4 separate regions of the Zea mays genome follow, and all the other regions are linked to region 3. A link is a contact called in public Hi-C data. All regions are on one chromosome and are shown on one strand. Each heading gives the region's core, a stretch centred on a gene start, on an enhancer-like site or on the middle of the called end of the contact. The rest is flanking DNA. Distances are from core to core; before and after follow the strand shown.

Region 1 (2,899 bases), core at 6-2,505, 460 kb after region 3:
TGTAAAATAACCAAACAAGACCTTGGTCACATCAAAAGCCATGGTGCAACTCGGCAATATGGTCACGCCACCATATGTGGCACGATTAATGTTGTTGTGCTAGCAATCTTGTTGGAAGGCCACCAGCCCTGGCGTGACCCAGTCACGCCATGTCGCTTGGTACTCATTTGATTGGAAGGCTTCTCTTTTGATTGTTCCGTCTTGTAACGAGAGTTGAAGATATCGTTGTACGAAAGCTGCCTTCAGTAGTTGGTAGAAATTAGAATTTCCTTGAGCATACCTTTCATCTCAAAGTATGCATTATTCTAGAAAAGAACGAAGCAATTTTCCTTGTTGATCAGTTGCCCAGAGCCCTTTTCAAAAACCATCAGCATTGTCTTAACGTCTTGTACCTTTCCAACAGTAGCCCTAAAGAAAACAGAGAATCATCCATGTTTCCTTGCCAGGTATCATTTTGGATAAACTATCAGCAAGCAATAGAAATAGATATGGTCAGAGCGATCGCCTTGGTGTGGGCCTTATGGTTTGTCATGGAATACATTGTTTATAATATTTATATTTAGAGTCTTAGATAATGTTATCATACAAAAAAATACTTTAAATTATGACTCAGCCAAAATACACCTTATTAGACCATTCTCAATACACAGCTTTATCGTACTGTTTTTAAAATGTCATATCAATATTTGTCTAGAAAACGGTGTACACGAGTTTCATCCTTATAAAAGTCTCTCGTGTCTCTTATTGTTAAACTGTATGTCGTATTATTCTGCTTGTCTACGTAGCATGTCATTTAATAAAAATAATACTCTCATAAAATGGCCACCGAGAATGTCATTCTCTTGGTTTGTCTCATTACCTATGAGGGCAGCGCTAGTAGCAGCACTAAAAGTGCATCAAGCCAAATCCAGGTCGCTGCCGTGTTCAGTTCAGGTTCAGCCGACCGAGGTGCGCCTGCCGCAAAGACGAGTACAAGAAAGTCGTCAAGGATGAAATCAATGACGAGCTGCTTTAGGTTTGCTCAGCTACGCACCACCGTAATCCATAGGTTAATTAAACTAATCATCCTTTCCAAAGCGAGCGACCCTCTCAATCATAGAGCAGTGGCCAGCATTTAGAGCGAGACGGTTGGGTTGGGTTGGGCTGGGCTGGGCTAGCCAGCCTAGCCCGTCGACTTTTCGGTACCCGTCGGCCGTCGTCAACAGCACACATGGAGACCGGCTCCTCGCTCTCTTCCTCCTCGCGTTGAACCATTCCACCCGCCTCTCTCCCCTCCTCCGCCGGGCCGCAGCTACAAAGCCCGTACGGCTTGCGTCCTCTAGCTCCGGCTCGCCGTCTCCTCCCGCTCCCCTCAGCTGCCGCCCGCCTGCTGCAAACCCCGCACATGGATGCGTCCTCGGGCGACCGCTCGTCGCCGCGGAGCCGGCAGCTGCAGGGCCCGCGCCCGCCGCGGCTCGCCGTCAGCAAGGACTCGCACAAGGTCAGGAAGCCGCCCGTCGCGCCGCAGCGGCAGCAGCACCAGCACCAGCAGCCGGCCGCGCAGCTGCAGCAGCAGCAGCACCAGTACCACCAGCAGCAGCAGCAGCAGGGGCGGCAGCCGGTCATCATCTACGACGCCTCGCCCAAGGTGATCCACACCAAGCCGGGGGACTTCATGGCGCTGGTCCAGCGCCTCACCGGCCCGGGCTCCACCTCGCAGGCCCAATTCGACGCCGCCGCCGCCGCGGCGGGGCCCTCGCACCCGGCGGCGATGGAGTTCGAGCCGCGGGAGTTCCTCCTCTCGCCCACCGCCGCGCTGTCCCCTGCAGCGCGGCTGGCCGCCATCGAGAGGTCCGTCCGCCCGCTGCCGCCGCACCACGCGCCGGCGGCCGTTCCTCCCTACTTCGGCGCCACCAACGACGACGGCTTCTTCCTGCCCGGTTCGGCGGACATGGACAGCCTCTCCGCGGCCCTCGGCCCGCCCGCCGGCCGCCCCGGCATCCTCTCGCCCGCGGCGCTCCCTCCGGCGGCCTCCACGGGGCTGTTCTCGCCGATGCCGTTCGACCCGAGCTGCCTGTCGTGGCTGAGCGAGCTGAGCCCGTTCCTCCCCTCCGCCGGCACCCGCGCCGCCGCGGCCGGGCTGCTGGACCAGGCGCCGTTCGCCCCCAGCCCGCGCAGCAGCTTGCTGCTGTCCACGCCCACCATGCCGTCGCCGGCCACCTTCTCCGTGCTGGAGTTCTTCAGCAGCCCCAACTTCCCGGACCTGTAAATCTCTAGATTATTGACCTCACAACAATTCAATTCTACTGATCGGTTCCATTCCATTACGACACTTCGCCGTTGCCGTCCGGACGTGCAGTGCTGTGCGTGCAAGCAACTCGAGAAATCATCCGTGCCTCACCGAGCAACACCCGGTTAAGTTTTACTGCAATCTCATCGCTTGTGGGTCAGTTGTTTTTTCTTCTAATAACAAATCGTAGTGTATTATTAGAGTTTTTTTTTCCGCGTCGTGTTTCGTCATTCGTGCTGGCTTGTGGGTCAGTTGCGAGAGGGCAAACAAGTTGGCATCCGCCACTGGTAGGCTGGTAGCTACTGATTCATTAATTAATTGATTGGTTAGAGTATGAATTTTCCTTCTTTTAAACAAACCTTTCTCCGTTTGCATTCGTCAAATGTACGTGGGTAGGTAGGAGGCTGCTAATGTTTTGTGCCTCTTTTTATTTCTATCGTTTTTCATTATTGTTACTAGTAGTATTAGGTGATAATATATGTTACTGGCAAGCGAAGGTGGTGATGACTGATTGTATGCATATATTCCGTACCATAGTTTGATAACCCTGGACCTGGATCCCGGGACTTGGTCTCACGTTGCGGCGAAGAAAATGTTTTATGATTTCATTTCATGGCCACAATATGGAAT
Region 2 (3,025 bases), core at 326-2,825, 430 kb before region 3:
CCCGCGAAAGATGCTAACAAAGCAAGCCCACCGTCCAGCAGCTGCCAGCCCAAGCCGGATAGTGTGGCGGTGAACGGTGCTATCAGGGCCGTGAAGAGTGTTGCTAAGAAGGGGAATCTGCCAGCAGCAGCAGCCAGGCAATAGACAGGACCCTGAATAACACGGTAAATTTTGTAGTAATACCCGTAGGACTTTTGCGCGTCGATTGTACCTTGGAATGTGAATATTAGTCGTTTTGCGTGTCATTCTTTTCACCTTGCATTTGGGTGATTTTTGTCTGGTATTCCTGCTGGGCATCGCTAACGTAACTTGAAAGACGTTCTCGTCTAGTTCCCTTGTGAAGTGTGATGCTTGTGTGTGTGTGTCTACTTGCGCCCGAGGCGATGGTGCCGCCATCTTTGTGCCTGTCTGTCTGGGCAGGTTCCTGCATCTGCAGCTGTCTCCTTGCTTTGTTGGAGCCATTGGCTGACCATGAGAAAAGCTGACCTGAAACCAGGTTGTAGCCTCTCCATATTTACGTTGAAAGGCTTCGGTACTATGCTGCTGAGGCCTGTTGAGACGGTGGCACGTCGATATGCCAGTGTGCTGCTGAAGCCTGCTGCCTGCTGAAACGGTGGTCACACGGCACGTGAAGCCGTTCCATCGTCGTGTTGGATGGTTCAGAAAGCTTGTTGTGGCGCGAGATTTTTGTTTTCTCACCTGTTAACTGTTACTGTTAGTGCATGAGATGATTTGACTGCCTGCTAGTTTGGCAGCGTCTGGGTGTGGCAGGCTGATGGATGAGGGCGCATCGAATCAGTCAGGTCAGTGGACGGGACTTGGTTTGGTACAGCTGTCGCACACGGTGGCTGTAACACAATTCTGGACCCTCGTCTACACACGTGTACTGGAGCAGTTGACATTTCGGTCACCCACCGAATTAACACACACAGTTGAGGGGTTTTCGCTCCTATCTTTTTCTTTTGGGAGGGAGAGGGGGGGTTGTCACTTTGTCAGGAATAGCTTTCATGCTTGCCACTGCTGACACATGGGGGACCCTGATTGCCCAAATGTTCTCCTGTCTGCTTGAATACGAACTGACTTGAAGGAGATCTGGAGATGTCACATTTGCGTTCATGGCGTCAAATTCACTCCGCCATTGGAAAATATAATCTTGTGTTTGGGTTGAGGTCAAAAGTAGGATAGGCGGAGGTGACATCGTCCTCTCGATTTTTTAGACCATGTCGTCATCAAAAGTTGCTACAGTGTTCACCTCGTCTCCGCGTTACTTTTATCCAAACACTATAAAAATGTAGACTATAAAAATGTAGCCGTCTTCTTTTGTTCCTTTTTATATATCAACCAAACACACCGATCGTAATGTTACTGTAGGAGCAAATGCCAATATTCAGCAACTTTATTTGCCTTGGAGAGATATTTCATGGTTGTGAATGTCAGCCGAACAGCACTGAGCATCCGTCGGTATCCAAGCGGCCTGGAGAAGTCAGAGCAGCCGTGCAGCTGCAGTGCAAACATCGTACTCGTACCAGTCGTACTGTCGTAGGCCGCCCTCGAGACGCGCTCCTCCCCACGTGTTCCTTCGAGCCACGTGACCCCCACATTGTGCTGCCACCGCTTTATCGTCGGCTCGTCGCACTATCACGAAACGTCCCCTCGTTTCGGTAGGGAATTGGACTTCGGCCCGCCGGCGGCCCGGCCTCTATCGTCTATCCATCCTAGACGTCTGTGCGCCGTTGTGGCCTGCATTTTCTCGTCTCGGTCTCGGTCACTCGGGGCGTGTTTGTGACCCTGTCCACTGGCCAGCTCGGCCCGTTTAATTGGTTAAGGTTGAGGCTAGCCTGTCCCAGTTACTGCAACTCACTTTATTTGTGCACTTGTACCATATGAGCCTGGCTAAGATGAGTTGGTGTTTGTCATCCAATATGTAGCCAGGCTAGAAGACCAAAACTACCTAAATGCAGAATCCTTGCGCCACGAGCAGCCAGGCTCCCAGGAAACGGACCTTGAGCTCGTTTTTGTGGAGCCAGGCTGAGAGGTTCAATTTGCACGCGCACAGCCTGGCTCCCGAGCAAGCCAGACGACGCAAACACAGAAGCTGTAGCCCGGAAACGCAGCCAGGCTGTTGGGCCATGGCGGCAAACACGCCCTCGGTCGCTCGCTCGCTGATGGAGTGATGGTGTTATTGCTGCCCCTGCCTTTCCGGCGAAAGGAGCAAAACCAAAGTCGCATACCTACCATTTGCAAAAGAAAAAAGTTACCTTCCCACAAAATCTTGTTTGGTTTTTTTTAACTTTTAGGGCTAGTTTGGGAACCAAATTTTTCCAAGAGGTTTTTATTTTTCTAAGGAAAATTATTTCATTTTTTCATGGGAAAATAGAAATCATATAGAAAAATGTAGTTCCCAAACTATCCCTTAGTTGTATTATTCGCTAGCAAATACTCATTCTCTCCTAGTATATAAGTGTCCTAGTATATAAGGTGTAACAGTTTTTTTATTATAGTCTTATTATAAGACGCAGTTTTTCTATATATACGTACAAATGCGATAGTATAATAAAAATTAAATATATTTATTTGTTTTTGAACCAGAGACGATTATACATTATATACACGGAGGAGAGAGCAGGGCACTAGGACATCCATGATAAAATTAAAGTACAATCTGATAACTTTTCTCGTATGGTAAATAAGAGAGAGATTACTCGTAAAATATACTATAATTTTATAATATTGATAAGCGAAATATTAAGTTTCATGGTTTTTATTGAAGACCTACAAAAATCTACTCCCTCCGTTTCGTTTTAGTTGTCGCTGGATAGTGCAATTTTATACTATCCAGCGACAACTAAAACGAAACGGATGGAGTATAATTCTAATTTAAGCTAACCCGAAGTGATCCGTTGAAATGTTTAGGGACTTCATATGTTAGTTATAGCTTAAACCATATGAATAATTAAATAAATGCGGAAGCATGTACTGAGTAAAGTGTGTTTTTTTGGTTTAGTACCATATAGGGGGTCGATTG
Region 3 (3,205 bases), core at 361-2,860:
GACTGCAGCCTGCATCAAAACTGGACGGCCACAAATCGCAAGAAGGGCAATTGACCTAGCAGAAAGGAGGCTGTTGAAGGATGGATGGCCTGAGTACTATGATGGGAAGCTTGGTCGGTATGTTGGCAAGCAGGCGAGGAAATTCCAGACCTGGTCCATCGCGGGGTATTTGGTCGCCAAGATGATGTTGGAAGATCCTTCACATCTCGGCATGATCTCCCTGGAAGAGGATAGGGCAATGTTGAAGCCTGTTTTGAAGCGGTCTGCGTCATGGACAAACTGAGATGGCCACAAAAATTTTTAGGGAAGCAAAGGCTGCTGAAAACACGAGTTCTTGGGGGTAGCATCTCCTTGTCTGCTGATCCGTTTCCTTTGACTTCCAAACATGGATGGTTTGTGTCTTCTGGATTTTCCTTGGTTGTACAATATATCAGCTCGTTTTCTGAGTTGAAAGAAAAAGAAGCAACTGCAGAAATGGGCATTTTGTTTTCTTCTTTCGCAATCTCTGTAAGAAGATACTCTGATTCTTGCTTGGGTCATCCTATAAGTTGTGGATCCTTTTGGTTAGAGTCAACTTTGTTGTGCCAGTGGATTATACGGATGAGTAAGCTGATTCCAGCTTCCCTGTGAAGCATAAGTGCTCTTTCTAACGAATGAATAAAGCTCCTTTCTCTGTGTTGCTGGATGCCTGTGTTTCTATTGCGTTTACTTGACTGCCTGTCTCCCTGCCCTGTGACGACAAGTCATAGAAAGCGTGCCTTGTGTGTCTCTTCCTCCTTTTGTCTCCTAGAGCTTCGCGGTTGTACTTGTGTTCAAGGAAAGAAAACAATTCTGATCCAGCCACCCCTGTTCCCCTCTATACATTTAGGGCTTATTCAATTTGCTCTTAATTCATGTGGATTAGGTGGGATTGGACGAGTTTAAACCTCAAACAAGTTAAAATCTTTTATAATAATGTTTCTAATTCTATTCAATCCACGTGCGGAACAAGACTCAGAAACATCATTCAGTGTAAGAATTTAAGAAATGATTCAAGACATGAGTAGTGCTTCATGCCTGAGTTTGAGACACGACATAGTTCAATCATTCGAGTCGTGCCAATTCGATCCATTTTTTTCGTGTCAGGCTATGTACTTATGTACTGGGCTCTTATTTTCGGTTGGCCATTCTTTTTTCAGGTCTAATCCCCGCTACGCCATGGCTGCTGCCTCGCTACGCCATGAGTAGTGAGAGTGAGAGGCAGAAAATAAAAAATACCTTTAAAATATTAGATTTAGATATTTTTATATTTGTTCAAACTTTTAACTCTATTTGACTGATAATTTAAATCATACAGTACATTTTACGACACGAAGGGCTTGTTTGGGGCAAAGGGTAATGGAAGGGATTGAGGGGACTATAATCCCTCACTATTCAAAATTAAGTAGTAGGGGATTCTTGCCCCCTTAATCCACTACATTACCTTTGATCACAAACAAGCCCGAAGAGTGCACAGCGATTATCATCGGGCTTTCGCCAGCAAATTTTCAAAAGGCAATCAAAATTCTATTGGAGGCCCGAAGTTTAACATATAAGCGGACAAACACAGAAGCCCAGTGCCTGCAACACAGTTCATTTCCAGCCCACTACACCTGTCGAAGGTCGACCACGCTTCCGTCTTCCAGATCTCGGCAATCTCCATCCCCGCTACGCCATGGCTGCTGCCTCCTCCCCAACCTTCCCGCCGCCGGCGACCGACGTCGCCGCTCCAGGCGTCCCCGATCTCTCGATCCCCTACGACCTGGCCACCCGCGGGCAGTGGCAGGCGCTCTTCTCCCACCTCTCCCATCCGGCCCACACGCCCCATCCGCACCACCGCCTCCTCCTCTCCGCTCTCTCCGCCCTCTGCCTGGCCAAGCTCCGACGCTTCCCCGACGCCGCTGCGCTTCTAGCTTCCCTCCACCCGGATCCGGCCTGCCCGCCGCCACCCTTCCTCATCCGCCTCCTCCATGCTCTCCTCCCACTCTTCCTCCCCGACCGCCCCCTCGCGCTCGACCGCCTCTACACGCTCCTCTCCTCCGTCCGCGCACGCCCCAACGCCGGGCACCCCGAGTGGCGCCGCCGCGACGCGCTCGTCGCGTCCGTCCTCGCCGCCGACCACCTCGCCCACCGCGAGTTCGACGTCGCACTCGCGCTCCTCGCCGACATCGCCGGCCGCTACCCGGGCGACCCGGTGCTCCTCTCGCGCCTCGCCTACGCGCACCTCCAGATCGGCAACCTCGGCGCGGCCTCGGCTGCCTTCCGCCACGTGGAGTCCGTGGCCGCCGCGTCCGAGGACCCGACGCGGCATGCCAACCTCCTGGCCCGCAACCGCGCGCTGGAGTGCATCGTGGGCAAGGACTACGCGGCGGCGGTGCGGGAGTACGAGCGCTGCATCGAGGCGGACCCCGCGGACGCCGTGGCCCTCAACAACAAGGCGCTGTGCCTCATGTACTCGCGGGACCTCGGCGACGCCATCAAGGTGCTGGAGGGTGCCCTCGAGAGGGTCCCCACGGCGGCGCTCAACGAGACGGTGGTGGTCAACCTGTGCAGCATGTACGAGCTCGCCTTCGTCAACCACGGCGAGGTCAAGAGGAGCCTTGCTGAGTGGATCGCCAGGGTTGCGCCCGACGACTTCGACACCTCCTGCACGCGCATGTAGGAGGTACTCTGCCTTTTTGCAATTCAGCATTGTAGCCAGCCATGTGTATGGCTGTTATGTCAACATGCTGAAATGTGATTATCTCTGTTTAGATAGCATTCCAATTCAACCAATTTCTGTTTATGTGCATGGAAATTGTGACATGATTGGTATACATGATTGAAAACAAGAGTGAATTGGAGACAGACATGCTGTTGTGATCATACATGCGAAGAATGATGAATCCCAGTTTTTCTCCTCTTGTCATAACTCACAATGATTTATAACCACACCCACCTTAGTACTTGTTCGGTTTTTTCAATCCATATAAATTGAAGAGGATTGATATGGATGAGAACAAATTTTGACTCTAGGATTGAAACCCACTCAATCCATATGGATTGGGGTAGAACCGAACAAAGATCCTTTAAACATGATCTTTAAACATGTAGAGCTGCGAATCCCCATACGCGAAGAGCGCTTGTTTGCGCATCGCCGTTTGGCGCGGCTCCCTCTCCCCAGTGCAGTCCGCTGCCACTCTGGTTG
Region 4 (3,120 bases), core at 273-2,772, 310 kb after region 3:
GACGATCTGGCAAGCCCTTCCGCGGCCGAGGATCTCGGTCAGCCTCTTGTACCTCTTGTTGAGGTCGTTGAACTTGTCCTCGCACTGCTGCGGCGACACCGCGAGCCCCCTCTCGGTCATGGCCGAGGAGACCAGCTTCCACTTGCCCATCCTCTTGAGCATGGCGTGCTTCCTCCTCCCGCTGCTGGTCCCGTAGTCCGCGTCGACGTCCTCGTCGATGTAGGACACGGCCGACACGAGCAGCTTGACCATGCCGCTGGTCCACTTGACCCGGTGCCACTGGGAGGCGGCCGCCGCCTTGCCGTGGTCGAGGTGGCCGTCGTCGTCCTCCTCCTCCTCGTCGCTCAGCGATGCCTTCACCACATTGCCGAGCTCCGGCATCTGGTTCGCGGCGGGGACGGCGAAGACGCCCTGGTGAACCCGGACCGCCTGGGGCTGGGCGGCGAAGTGGAACGGCTGCCCCAGATCGAAGTGGCCTGGACCTCCGCCTGGCATCAGGGTGCGCGGCGGCAAATTCCCATCCATCTCCGACGAGGAAACTCCCACCCCAGCCTGACCGACAGAGATGCCGGATTCCAACCCCCACTGCGATATTCACGAGAACTGTGCTCGCTTCAAAGCCTCACCAAACTCGTGACTCGTGAGAAGGGACGAGTTTCTTGCGGGATTTCGGGGACGGGAGGAGGAAAAGGGCAAAAGGCCAAAGCTTGCAGCTGGTGCTTGGAAAGCGGTTGCAAAATGCACGCGGCGCCGCCGACTGCTGCACCAGCAATCCGCGCGCACGGGATGTGTGTGAACTCCAAGAACAGAAGGGGATTAATGCTAGGCAGGAGCAGGACGATTAGCTCGAAATTGGAACAGCGCACGAGAACCTCGACCAGGAAATCAAGCGAACAGAGCAACTAGGACGGGGGGCAAGGAAAAACCATACCAACGCGGCGAGGGCGCGAGGCTGCTGGACAAAGGTCTGGGGTTTGGAGGGGTTACGCCGATCCTGCCCGACTCAGCAGCAGAAAAGAATGCACGCTCGATGGAAAGAGAGCGAGCGATTCTGCTGGCGGAGGGAATCGCTGATCTTGGCAGAATCTAGCGGAAACAAAAGGAGGCCTCGAACGCGAGCAAATCTGGCACCAGCAGCAGCAGGGGTCACACCACACCTTTCCAAGATTTCTTTCCCTCTAGGCTCGGTTGGTGGTGGCAATGGCAACTGGACAACCCCAGACCCAGGCAGGAGAAACAGACGCACGAGTCAGGGGGAAGGTGATGACTGATGACCGGTCGCTGATAGAAAGGAGTGACACGCTGCGAATAAAAGCGTAAAATATTTACCGTGACGAAGCACAAGTTGCCAAGTTGCGGCGCAGGGAGGACGATGATTGGGATTCGGTGCAGAGCATTTGGCGTCGCTGGGGGCGGCGGGGAGTGTGCGCGGCACGCACGTCCACAACACTTATTCCGGCCGGGGCAGGAGGTGAGCAGAGTGTTGAGAGAGAGAAGGCAGCCAGGCAGGGAGCCCGGCTGATGCCTGATGGGGACCGCTTCTCGGCGACGTGCGGGTGCGGCCTGCGGGTGGCGACGTCGATGCTGATGGGATGGGATACATCGAACCTCGCTGTGAGCACTGCAATGCCTGATGTCACAGAATTGTTATATCAAAGTTGTTTGATGGATCTCGACGGTTTCTTTAACAACTCGACTTTCCTCCCCATCTCTGACAACATTGAGGCGAGGGTGACAAGAACACTCCCTACCTAAAAAAAGATAATTCACTATTTGATACAGAGTAAAATTTCTGATTAATTTCTTAGCCTTTAAAATATGTCTTTACAATTTGACATTACATATATTTGGTATTACCGTTAGTTCTAACCTCTAACAGTTAACAAGACGATTTTACTCCTATTAAATAATTATCTAAATAATTATATATATATGATTATTTGCAATAAAAAAATTCCACAATATTTTATTTACTTATGTATAAATATGTGTAATAATTATTATAGGTACTTATACAAAAATAACTATTTAGGGCTAGTTTGGGAACCATAGTTTCCCAAGGGTTTTCCATTTTCCTAAGGGAAATTAGTTCATCTTCCCTTAGAAAATTGGAAATCCCATAGAAAAATGGGGTTGCCAAACTAGCCCTTAATAGGGATAAATTCATTTTTCACATAAAAGTTAACACAATTAGAAGTGAGAGCTAACGACAGTGTTATATAGGGAACCAAATTTACCCCTAATGTCAAAATACAGAAGATTTATTTTTATAGGGAAAAATGAATTAGAAACTTTGCTAGTGTCAAATAAAGAATTATATTACATAAAAACCATCAGTAATGTTTATGTGCCCAGATATTGTACCAAGAAACCACAATCTTCGATGTGACTTTTATCATCCCTCATTTATCGAACCTTTATTAAAAAATCAATTTTTGCAACACACTGTATAAAACTATGTAGAAGGCTAAGAGTGTCTTTGATTCGGCTTTCTGAACTTGATTCGTTGTCAAAAAATGGAATTTCAACCAAACGGGTACAACAACGGAATAGTTTCATGAAAACCTACATATTCTTCTAGTTTAATTTAGAATCACAATATGATGTGGTTCATCATTACATGACATTTGTGTTGTTGTCAAAGTCACCGGAACTTTTCATGGTCTGAGTACTTAATGTTGACCAATTATAATGGATTCAAGAGCATCTAGTATCAAATAAAAAGCAAAATAAGTTCATAGAAAACTCAATAGTTTCAGTTTAGACACCATGAGATAGAATATTATTTTAAAATCTGTAAAATTAGTTTCATAATTTTTGAGCTAAAGTATCTATGAATTTTTAATATTGAATAAGATTTTTAGGTCTTTTTAATTATGAAAAAGTGTTGTTGACCAATGTACATTCTTAAACTATTAAAAGTCTAATTTACTCACTTTGATATGTTGTTACCTCTGTTACGTCAGATAAAACTGTTGTTTATAGTCGTCTAGAGTGCATAAACAAATGTCTTAACAGTCGAGGAAGGTTAAAAATCCATATGAAATTTGAACTATCCTCAAAGTTGAGAGGTTCAAAAGAAATCTTTCCTTCTACTTCAAGTGGATGACTTTCATGTGA

What was found. Hi-C and Micro-C count contacts between places; a contact is called where the count stands out from the background.
Region 1: a contact with region 3 is called in a Hi-C map of leaf mesophyll, with 2.6 times the contacts expected there. The contact joins the promoter of LOC100384130 here to the promoter of LOC100194254 in region 3. A contact is called at or near these places in 4 of 25 Hi-C or Micro-C datasets (bundle sheath, leaf, leaf mesophyll and 1 more).
Region 2: a Hi-C map of tassel shows a contact between it and region 3, with 2.8 times the contacts expected there. The contact joins the enhancer-like site here to the promoter of LOC100194254 in region 3. A contact is called at or near these places in 2 of 25 Hi-C or Micro-C datasets (ear and tassel).
Region 4: a Hi-C map of endosperm shows a contact between it and region 3, with 2.5 times the contacts expected there. The contact joins the promoter of LOC103628686 here to the promoter of LOC100194254 in region 3. A contact is called at or near these places in 4 of 25 Hi-C or Micro-C datasets (ear, endosperm, leaf and 1 more).

The regions. Positions count from the first base shown.
Region 1 is chr5:174,192,410-174,195,308 of Zm-B73-REFERENCE-NAM-5.0, reverse strand. It overlaps LOC100384130, which reads left to right and starts at 1,255. Exons shown (of 1, transcript NM_001176712.2): 1 at 1,255-2,758. The coding sequence starts at 1,385. The coding sequence ends at 2,248.
Region 2 is chr5:175,084,236-175,087,260 of Zm-B73-REFERENCE-NAM-5.0, reverse strand. LOC103627275 (putative MYB DNA-binding domain superfamily protein) reads left to right here. Exons shown (of 6, transcript XM_008647564.3): 6 at 1-368. The coding sequence ends at 144. Among protein-coding and RNA genes, the nearest start is that of LOC103627275, 8.8 kb to the left of the region's middle. Within about 2 kb of position 1,575, at least 18 of the 20 cell types and tissues checked have an H3K27ac peak or open chromatin away from gene starts, as enhancers often do. A contact at or near this core is called in ear and tassel, where this site is marked.
Region 3 is chr5:174,654,829-174,658,033 of Zm-B73-REFERENCE-NAM-5.0, reverse strand. LOC100194254 (Tetratricopeptide repeat (TPR)-like superfamily protein) reads left to right here and starts at 1,610. Exons shown (of 1, transcript NM_001139295.2): 1 at 1,610-2,864. The coding sequence starts at 1,694. The coding sequence ends at 2,680. It overlaps LOC100382511 (Alkaline/neutral invertase CINV2), which reads left to right. Exons shown (of 4, transcript NM_001175248.1): 4 at 1-684. The coding sequence ends at 283.
Region 4 is chr5:174,349,035-174,352,154 of Zm-B73-REFERENCE-NAM-5.0, reverse strand. LOC103628686 (MFP1 attachment factor 1-like) reads left to right here and starts at 1,522. Exons shown (of 3, transcript XM_008648847.1): 1 at 1,522-1,646. The coding sequence starts at 1,522. LOC103627263 reads right to left here and starts at 1,632. Exons shown (of 2, transcript XM_008647550.4): 1 at 1,330-1,632; 2 at 1-1,207. The coding sequence starts at 525.